Linked DNA regions of Zea mays: region 2 is linked to region 1. Evidence: chromatin contacts called from public Hi-C data. All regions are on one chromosome and are shown on one strand. The core of a region is the stretch at or near the end of the contact, and the rest is flanking DNA. Distances in the headings are between cores, read along the strand shown.

The links. Hi-C and Micro-C count contacts between places; a contact is called where the count stands out from the background.
Region 2: a Hi-C map of tassel shows a contact between it and region 1, with 3 times the contacts expected there. The contact joins the promoter of LOC100284254 here to the promoter of LOC100194143 in region 1. A contact is called at or near these places in 2 of 25 Hi-C or Micro-C datasets (ear and tassel).

What each region holds. Positions count from the first base shown.
Region 1 is chr1:175,008,369-175,013,016 of Zm-B73-REFERENCE-NAM-5.0, forward strand. LOC100194143 reads right to left here and starts at 2,650. Exons shown (of 8, transcript NM_001139194.1): 1 at 2,449-2,650. The coding sequence starts at 2,603.
Region 2 is chr1:175,288,589-175,293,425 of Zm-B73-REFERENCE-NAM-5.0, forward strand. It overlaps LOC100284254 (tesmin/TSO1-like CXC domain containing protein), which reads right to left and starts at 3,478. Exons shown (of 6, transcript NM_001157149.2): 1 at 3,085-3,478; 2 at 2,802-2,867; 3 at 2,131-2,284; 4 at 1,883-1,975; 5 at 1,733-1,796. The coding sequence starts at 3,314.

The sequences.
Region 1 (4,648 bases), core at 1,400-3,899:
GTCGGGCTATTTCGGGCTTGGGCCAGGCCAGACGGCCCAAATGTACACCTATACGGAGTAGCATAACATGGATGACTGTCTGAGGTTGCTTACTATGGCATGGGTTGATCGTACCGTCTCGTTCTTAAATCATCGTATGTGTTGACTTTGGTTGAGATCGTGTTTGGTTGCCTGCACGCGACAGGCGCAAGCTGCATGAGTGGATGCAAAGCAAGCCATTTTGAGGCTATTTACATGCATCCACACATATGCCAGAAAAAGTCGTATCTAGTCAACCAGCATCATGCGAGCCTGGTCCTCCGCATACAACCATCCAATCAAACGGTAAGTGAATGTTTGAGGTTGATTAGGCTTGCACCGGAGTCGCGAACAGGCGCACGATGGTGGCCTCGTGGGCCACACAAGGCACAAGCAAGATGCAAGAGCCAAAGCAGTGAAGCAGCTACGTAGGGCAGCTGGGCCGGCCAGCAGGGTGCACCATGCACCGTGCATGACATGGGAGCTGCCTCGGCCTCACCCTTGTCGGAGAGTGGAGAGGGCTGGAGAGAGGAGATATGTAGGTGCACGCTGCAGGAGCTGGAGAAGCGAGTGACTGCAGCAAAGAGTCGGAATCGAAAGAGAATAACTGGCACCTAGAGTCCTAGACAGTCACGGAGAAGAGACCTTCTGGTCTGCCTATAAGCTAGGCCAAGGTATGGCGTGAGACATACCCAGCCATATTAGGCCCTCCGCCACTGGTGACAAGAGGGTGCCACAGAAACTAAAAAGCAAGTTTTATAGGATGACGATTAGACATGTTATGTTGCATGAAGTAGAATGTTGGCCCAAGAAAGACGACATGTTCAGCAAATAAGTGTTGTGGAAATGTGTATGTTACGCCGGATTTGTGGCCACAAGAAGAGATCGAGTCGATGAGTCCTGAACATTGATATTCGTGATAGGCAAGGGGTAGCACCAAATGAACAAAAGCTTATTCAACACCGGTTGAGATGGTTTAAACATGTCCAATACAGATCTCTAGAGGCACCAGTGCGTAGTGGGATCCTAAGGCGTAATAGCAATGGGAAGAGAGGCAGGAAAAGACCAAAGTTGACATGAGAAGAGACAGAAAAAAGAGACTTAAAAGGATGGAATATATCCAAAGATTTAGCCTCAAACAGGAGTAAAAGGCTTTGTTGTTTGCTGTTGTTGTTGTCAACAAGTAGATATAGATAGTCGCTGGCTGTTCTAGTAAGGTACAAAGAAATCCATTCAAGTTTGTAACTTTTTTTACCATCTCCAGGATAAAAGTAAAACACACGGCTGGAAGCTCCCATAATGCTAATTCATAAACAGATCATTGACACTTTCTACAGTTTCACTACTCATACTATTATTAGGAACTTCATAAATTCTGGTGCTCATTTGTATGTGGGTTCTTTAATCATTCGTATAAATCTTCATTTCACAAAGGATGTTGTAAAAGGTTCTGATTTAGAATAGCAAGTTATGTGCACACTGCACAGAGCCACAGACCATATCATAAATGAAATGGACATACAAAGGAAGAACTCTTTCAATACTTATTTAGAACTTTCAAGCCAGCTAGCAGTACAACTATAGTATCACAAACAAGAAACGAGTCCACAGTTTTGTCACGTCTTTTAATTTATTCTTGAGGCACATACATAAATGTCACATCTACATAAAGAACAAACTAAGCTATTTTGGAAAGGAAGGTGTTTTCCCTTTCCTCTCCTGTTAGGGAATAATAATTGTTTTACATCTAAAAGTAACGCCTCTGTCGTCAGCTACACAGGAATAATGTGAGATCAGTGAGTTTTATCCATGTAGGAACGACAAAAGGGCATCCCAGATACTCGTCCATTCGGCCATGTCGTTACATGGCCAGATCTTTGAGTTGAAGTATTGTAGACACCCATTGGACATCATCAACAGGTAACGTCAGATCATCAGGTTCAGGATGTTATGTCACAGGAATATGCCTAGATTCAGAATCTTGGAGCACTAGGAACCATAAACCTAATTTCCAACAGCACCCAAACCATAAACGGACACTTTCAAGGGTTTAATTTGCATTTTGAACAGACTGAAAGAAGCCACCAAATCATCACACCATATTCGCAACAACCGCTGTGGTGCCGCAAATCAACCACAAACACTCCATCTCACTTACAGAGCCTCTCAGCACCCCCCACCACCAAACACACACACAATCTGCAATCCCCACTACCGTTGTACACTCAAACCGCAGGAGTCAAACACTGATCAGTGATCACGCACGCGGTGGGGGCGCACGGTTCTTCGTCTCCCACCCCACGCGTATTTGACACACCCAGGCCGCAGCTATCCATAGCTTCCCCAAACGCAGGATGGGCGCACGCGCAACTAGGGTTTTTACCACCGGCACGGCGGAGAAAGAACAGGAGTGGGGGCGCCGGAAGGAACCTGTAGAGGGTGGCGTTGTCGGGGTCGAGCTTGATGGCCTGCGTGTAGAGCGCGGCAGCCTTGAGGTAGCTCCCCGCCTTGAACTGCTCATTCCCCTGGTCCTTGAGCGCCGCCGACGCCGCAGGAGGTCCTCCTTCTCCTCCGCCGTCCGCCATCGCCGCCGCCGCCGCCGCCAGGTGGGTCCGCGGGGTTAGGGTTTTGGGGTCCGCGAGCTCCCCCGCTCGTTTTCGTTTCCTTTTTTGTTGTTCTTTTTTCGCAACTTTTCTTTCTCCTGTTCTCTGGAATCTGGATGCAAGATCGAGAAAAACCACGTGCGCGGCACCGTATAATGATAAAATCTACCGTACGGAGTATGCATACAGCACACAGGATCCTCTGTTGCATAAAGCTATCTTTAATAATTTAGGTCGTTACTAGGTCTATACTCGTGCGTTACCACGGAAAACACATGAAATCGTAATATGTGTTGTATCGTAAATCAAACAATATATCATGATATGACTTCTCGTCCTAAATTAGGTATATATAAAATTGCATTATCTTAACAACACTGTTATATTCCTCTTAAGGTCTTGTTCGGTTATTTCAATCTCATATGAATTAGATGAGATTGAAAAAAATTATGAAAGATTTTGGTTTATTTAGGATTTAAACTCACCTAATCTCACTCAATCCACATAGATTGATAGCGAAACAAACAAGCTCTAAGATGATAAAGGTCAATACAACATGCAGCAACACTACAAAAGTTAAAGATAATCATAACAACTTTCATCAAAAGATAGACACAAGTAAGTAGGCTTGCCGGTGATTACCCAACATATCATAACCACTACATCTGAGTAGAATAAGGAATACAACAAATTAAAGTAACTCCAACAGCCTAGGTATAAATCCTAGCAAAATTTATGGTGTGTTTGGTTAGGGGATTGGCTCCATCCGGAATCAGCCGATCCAGAATGGATTCATTCCTCACAGGATTGGATGGTTCTTTCTTTATGTTTGGTTAGAGAAATGAGGTGAATCCATTTTTTGTTTGTTTTGAGGAAGCAGGTTGTCGGGGACCATAATTAGGGGTACCCTCAAGGCTCTTAAATCTCAGCTGGTAACCCCCATCAGCACAAAGCTGCAAAGGCCTGATGGGTGCGACTAAGTCAAGGATCGGTCCATTCGAGGGACGCGATCACGCCTCGCCCGAGCCCAGCCTCGGGCAAGGGCAGCCGACCCCGGAGGATCTACGTCTCGCCCGATGCCCCCCTCCAGCAACGGACACACCTTCGGCTCGCCCAAGGCTCAGTCTTCACCAAGAAGCAACCTTGGCCAAATCGCCACGCCAACCGACCAAATTGCAGGGGCATTTAATGCAAAGGTGGCCTGACACCTTTATCCTGACGTGCGCCCTCCAGTCGACAGAGCCGAAGTGACCGCAGTCACTTCGCCGCTCCACTGACCGGTCTGACAAGAGGACAGCGTCGCCTGCGCCGCACCGACTGCTGAGCCACTCGACAGAGTGAGGCTGACAGCAGCCAGGCCCGGGCTCAGGCGCCATAGGAAACTCCGCTTCGCCCGACCCCAGGGCTCGGACTCGGGCTCAGCCCCGGAAGACGACGAACTCCGCTTCGCCCGACCCCAGGGCTTGGACTCGGGCTCAGCCCCGGAAGACGACGAACTCCGCTTCGCCCGACCCCAGGGCTTGGACTCGGGCTCAGCCCCAGAAGACGACGAACTCCGCTTCGCCCGACCCCAGGGCTCGGACTCGGGCTCAGCCCCGGAAGACGACGAACTCCGCTTCGCCCGACCCCAGGGCTCGGACTCGGGCTCAGCCCCGGAAGACGACGAACTCCGCTTCGCCCGACCCCAGGGCTCGAACTCGGGCTCAGCCCCGGAAGACGACGAACTCCGCTTCGTCCGACCCCAGGGCTCGGACTCGGACCCAGCCCCGGAAGACGACGAACTCCGCTTCGCCCGACCCCAGGGCTCGGACTCGGACCCAGCCCCGGAAGACGACGAACTCCGCTTCGCCCGACCCCAAGGCTCGGACTCAGCCCTGGCCTCAGCCGACGATCTCCGCCTCGCCCGACCCAGGGGCTCGGACTCGACCTCGGCCTCAGAAGACAGACTCGACCTCGACCTCGGAGGAGCCTCCACATCGCCCAACCCAGGGCACGGACCGACCACGTCAACAGGAGGCGCCATCATT
Region 2 (4,837 bases), core at 2,228-4,727, 280 kb after region 1:
ATCGCTGTCGAGCTCTTGCCTCTTCCTTGGTGCAGCGCCATGACCGAGCCTTCCCACCACATAGTCGAGCAAAGCCCGCTGAAGCGTCCATGAACGACCTGCCCCCGCGCACCCTCCTTAGCTACATCCGCTCCGTCACCTCTGGCCACTGTCGCTCTAGTGTTTGGGAGGATAGGGATTAGGGATAAAGAGCAGGGAATGAATAAGCAGCTTCCTATTGGCCGGATGTTCCTTGGATGGCAGTGTGTCATTTTAGGGATGGCAGTTTAACAGTGTTAAGCAAGGGAGGGTGAACTTTTAGGGCTTGTTTGGGAGCAAGTGTAATGGAGGGTTTTTTTGGGGGGTGGGGGTGGAGGGGGGGGGCAAAATCCCTTACTATTCAATTTTGAATAGTAAGGGATTTTGGTCCCCTCCATTACCCTTGGTCCCAAACGAGCCCTTAAGGGTCATAGAAAGAAGCCCTCACTTTACCAGTGAATAAGGAAATTTCTCGACTACACTTTGCATACCATACTGGCACTACAGTCTCTAATTCTATATCAAGACGACACTCGCATGACATCAACTAGACACTTCTCTGCAAAAACTACCAAAGTATATGTAGTTCCTCAAAAAGCATTCTCAAGAATAGCATGTTTATCAGTTTTCAATTTTTCATTAACTTGAGATAGCATGCCTTCCAATCCTAGATACTGGGACTGCTTGGTTCCCTGAGTTCCTAACTTCGCCTGGCCTGGCTTAGCAAGGCTTGCCTTGCCAGCATGGACGAGCAAAATTCGCTCTCCCTGAGTAACAAGCTAAAATCTTGTCTGCACAGGTTACAAGACAAGCTCGCCCAGGATCCAATCACTTGTTGGGTTCTGATTTCCGCTGAGCAAGGTAGTACAGTGGCTAGCAAGACATCCAAGCAGCCCCAACTGAGAACTCGCTGCTGTTATAATGACCCCTACTGGTCTTGGACCAATCTCGCAGATAAGAATAGCCAGCTCCAAGCTGTGCAAATTGCAAATAGGGCCACAATAAGTTCGATGGGGTTGGCAGTCACCTTTGTTAGAATGGCTCCATAGTCAAGTTTTGCCTACAGGAAGGTATGATGGTTGGCTATTATAACAAGTTGTAGACATGGACATGGTTCTGGGATATGAAATCCTAGTTGTATAGGTTAATTAAATTCCAACAGAACAGCCCCTGTCCCTACAGATAGGAACAGGGGTAGTGCTGAGTGTTTCAGAAGAACCATTGACCATCTTCCTAAATCCTCTAATACAATTATGCAGCAGGCAACTCCTGAAAAATCTGCTCTAGCTAGAAAGCTACAAGGTACTTCATAACCTCTGTATTCAGATTCTAATGCTTAGTCTATACGAAAACACTAGCTTCAAGTGCATGATAATGAACCTAATCATAATTACACCCCCTCCCTCCTCGCTCTAACCTCGGCCCTGGTAAGTTTGGGCAGTAACATTGGGTGACAGGTTCTATTGGTGCAGAGTTCCTGACAACAATATCTAGTTGTTCCTAAGAATGCTAGAACATAAAATTGTTGAAAACAGTGTCAAGCAATGAAAATCACAAGTCATGCGAGTAACCTATCTAGTTGTCAGTTAAGGAAGAAACTTATGCAATGCTAAGAATAAGAATATAAGATACCAAACAGAATCAAACTAGATATCTAACTCCCACTTTAAAATCATTCACTATACTTCATTTTCCAGTTCCTTAATTGCATTACCTTTTCTCCCAAATGGGTTTCTACAATCATCGCATTTACAGTTGATGGAGCATCCTGCCCCTCCCTTCAAATAAAAAAAACATATTTCCATATTCAGAAATTCTGTCACAATGAAATTGAAAATTAACAGGACAAGGCCGAATATGGAACCTGGTAGCAGTCGCAGTACTTCTTAAGGCAGCCTGACTTCTTGCATGTGCATTTTCTTCTAATAAGATCCATAGGAGACCTTATGACTTGTTCCTGAAGCCAATAAGCAGCAGGATCACCAAAAACAAAATGAAGACAAGACTCAGTGTCGGAGGCTCCCACATGAGTGAGGTCTGGGGAAGGTTTTTAAAAATGAAAGAAAGTTTATAGAAAGATATAGATAAGGTGATGTAAGAAGATCTTCGTACCACTATATCTTGGCCAGCTTCGAATGTTTGGACAGGTTTCAGAGGTAAAACTGTTGCCATCCGCAGAGTACCTTGCAATTGTGGCTTGTTATGACAAGGTTCACATCCACATGATTCAGTACAATGTAACCCAGAAGCAAAGCACACACAGTAACTGTTACAGAATAACACAGACAAAGGTTATACACAAAAGGGAACTTAAATTAGCAAGAAAAAAAAACACAAAGACAAACGCATGCTCAAGTGTGGAGGTTGCATGCCATTGAGCAGGCAATGGCACACACTAAGCGTCCACAGGGCCACAGGTGTGTGCATGAACCAGCCCAGTTTGCTTAGCGCAGAGTTTTCAACTCAGTAGATTAATCACTGGTTCGTCCATGGTTCTAGAACATATCGGTAGCTTGATCTTGGCAATTTCCTTCTCGTTAATGGATATCGAATTCCGAACTACTGGGAGCTCAATAAAACTGCAGCATTTTGCCACATTTGAAACGTGAGACTGTCAGATCTAAACATGCCTAAAAAACACTGAATTCGTCAGTGACAGGGATCCAAATCAGCACCGAACCAAAATGGTGAAGCATCCTAGTCCATCCCTCCCTCCCTCGTGGGCGAACGAGACAATAGAGAAGGCTGCAACTGCAAGCACGGGGAGTAATAGGGCAACTTACAGCTTGAGGCACCTGGACTTCTTGCAGCTGCAGGTCTTGCACCCGTCCCCGTCCTCCGCCTTCCTCCTGATTCACACACCCAGAAAAGAGAAAACAGAGGGGGCGGAGTGAGTGAGTGAGTGAGTGAGAGAGAGAGAGAGAGAGAGAGAGAGAGAGAGAGAGAGAGAGAGAGGAAAAATGTGTGCGGGAGCGAGCGATACCGCACGCAACGAAACAAAAGAGGAAACCGGGCGCGGGGCGGAAACTTTGCAGAAAAGGGGAAAGAGGGAGGGGGCGCACGGACCTCCTCTTCCTGTCGGAGCTGCCGTTCGCCTCCGCCGGCGCCGGAGCTGGAGCCTGCAGCGAGAAGGCCGCGGAGGCGGTGGGCGCGGCGGCAGCCTCGGCGGCGGGAGGAGGCGGGGGCGGAGGCGGCGGAGCAGGAGCAGGAGGAGGCGGGGAGAGGCGCGCGTCGTCGGGCTCCGATCCGGCTGGCTCCGGCCGCGGCGGATTCGGCGGCCCCACCTCCGCTTCCATCGGATCGGGCGCCGCCGCCGCTGGCGGCGCCCCGATCGGCGGCGTGGGGCTCGCCGTGGCGACGAAGCGAAGGCGAGAGGGGTGGGGAGGTGCCGAGGCGGAAAGGGTAGAGACTAGAGAGGGATGGCACGAGAGAAGGAAAGCCAACTGGTGAAAGCGGGGGCGGGGCTTTGAGATTCGCGCCCGCTGCGAGGGGACGGCTTTGATCGGGCGTTGCCTCCTTGGATCCGGGTTTGGTTCCGTTTCGACCTGGGCTTTCTGCTGGCGCAGAACGTGATTAGCATAAGCAAAAGCCGCGGCCTTTTTCTTTCTTTCTTTTTTTCCTTTGGCAGGGCGTGATTAGTCGTGGAGTGGTAAATAGCAAATGGAATTCCAAATCCAGAAATCCTGTGCTCCGGATAGATCAGTAGCACCTATGTTGCCTGGTGCACTTGCCGTGTCACGCTCTCTCTTTCTCCTGCTTCATGGTACAGGGCCGTAAAGCGGTGGGGCTGATCGGCCGCACCGGATTTTAAAAAATAGAGGGTCTTTTAGCTACCGGACGCTAGCACTTTTTTCTATTAAACCTATCTATTCTAGACACAAATATACAAAGAGTGATACACTATCGATCAGTCTTGTTTAAATTGTTAAACTCATATCTCAATTACTTAACGAATACTTCATCTGTTTTAAAATAGTATTTGTTTTAGCTCTTGATTTTTTTGTTTATATTCAACTAGATGATTATAAATCCACTAAAGAAGCAAAACAAATTCTATTGTGATATAGAGAGAGTATTATTTACTATACACATGATGGTTGCATCGGCAGAGAAGCTTTTTAAAATCGAAATATTTTTGTGAACTATTTATGGTCAACAATAACTCAAGAGATGTTAAATGGCATGACGCTTCTATATATCAAAAAAAAGTTGTTGGATGAGATTGATCTCAATGATATAAGTGATGACTTTGTATCACAAAATGTTAGAAGATATTTTTAATGATATCAGATAACAAGTACGTGTTTTTGCTATATTTTACATTTATTATCTTATAAACATTCAAACAGTGCATAATAATTTTTATACGTCAAATATTCAATAATTATATATATTTGTGTGTGGATGAGTCCTATATATCAAATTTCGCATTGGGCCCTGAAAAGTCAGGAACGGCACTGCATGGTACCATATGCGTGAGGGCTGGATATCGAACAGCTCAATATCTAGCCGCATAGGTGTGGTAATGGATCACGATTTAAATATTTCTTTAAAAAATAATAGGGTCATAATAAATTATAGTTCAAAAATAAATAGAAATAGAATATGATCTGATCCTTAAAATTTATAGTGTAAAATTTAGAGTTCATTGTCAGTCATAGCCACATATGAGGGCTATTTAGCCAGCTCGACTCGACTCATCCGAGTTCGAACTCGCTCGTTAAGTTAACGAGACAGAGTCAACTCAACTCGTTTATGAGCTCGAATTGACTCATTTAGCTTGCGAACCAGAATGGAAAAATAATATGTACATAATAAT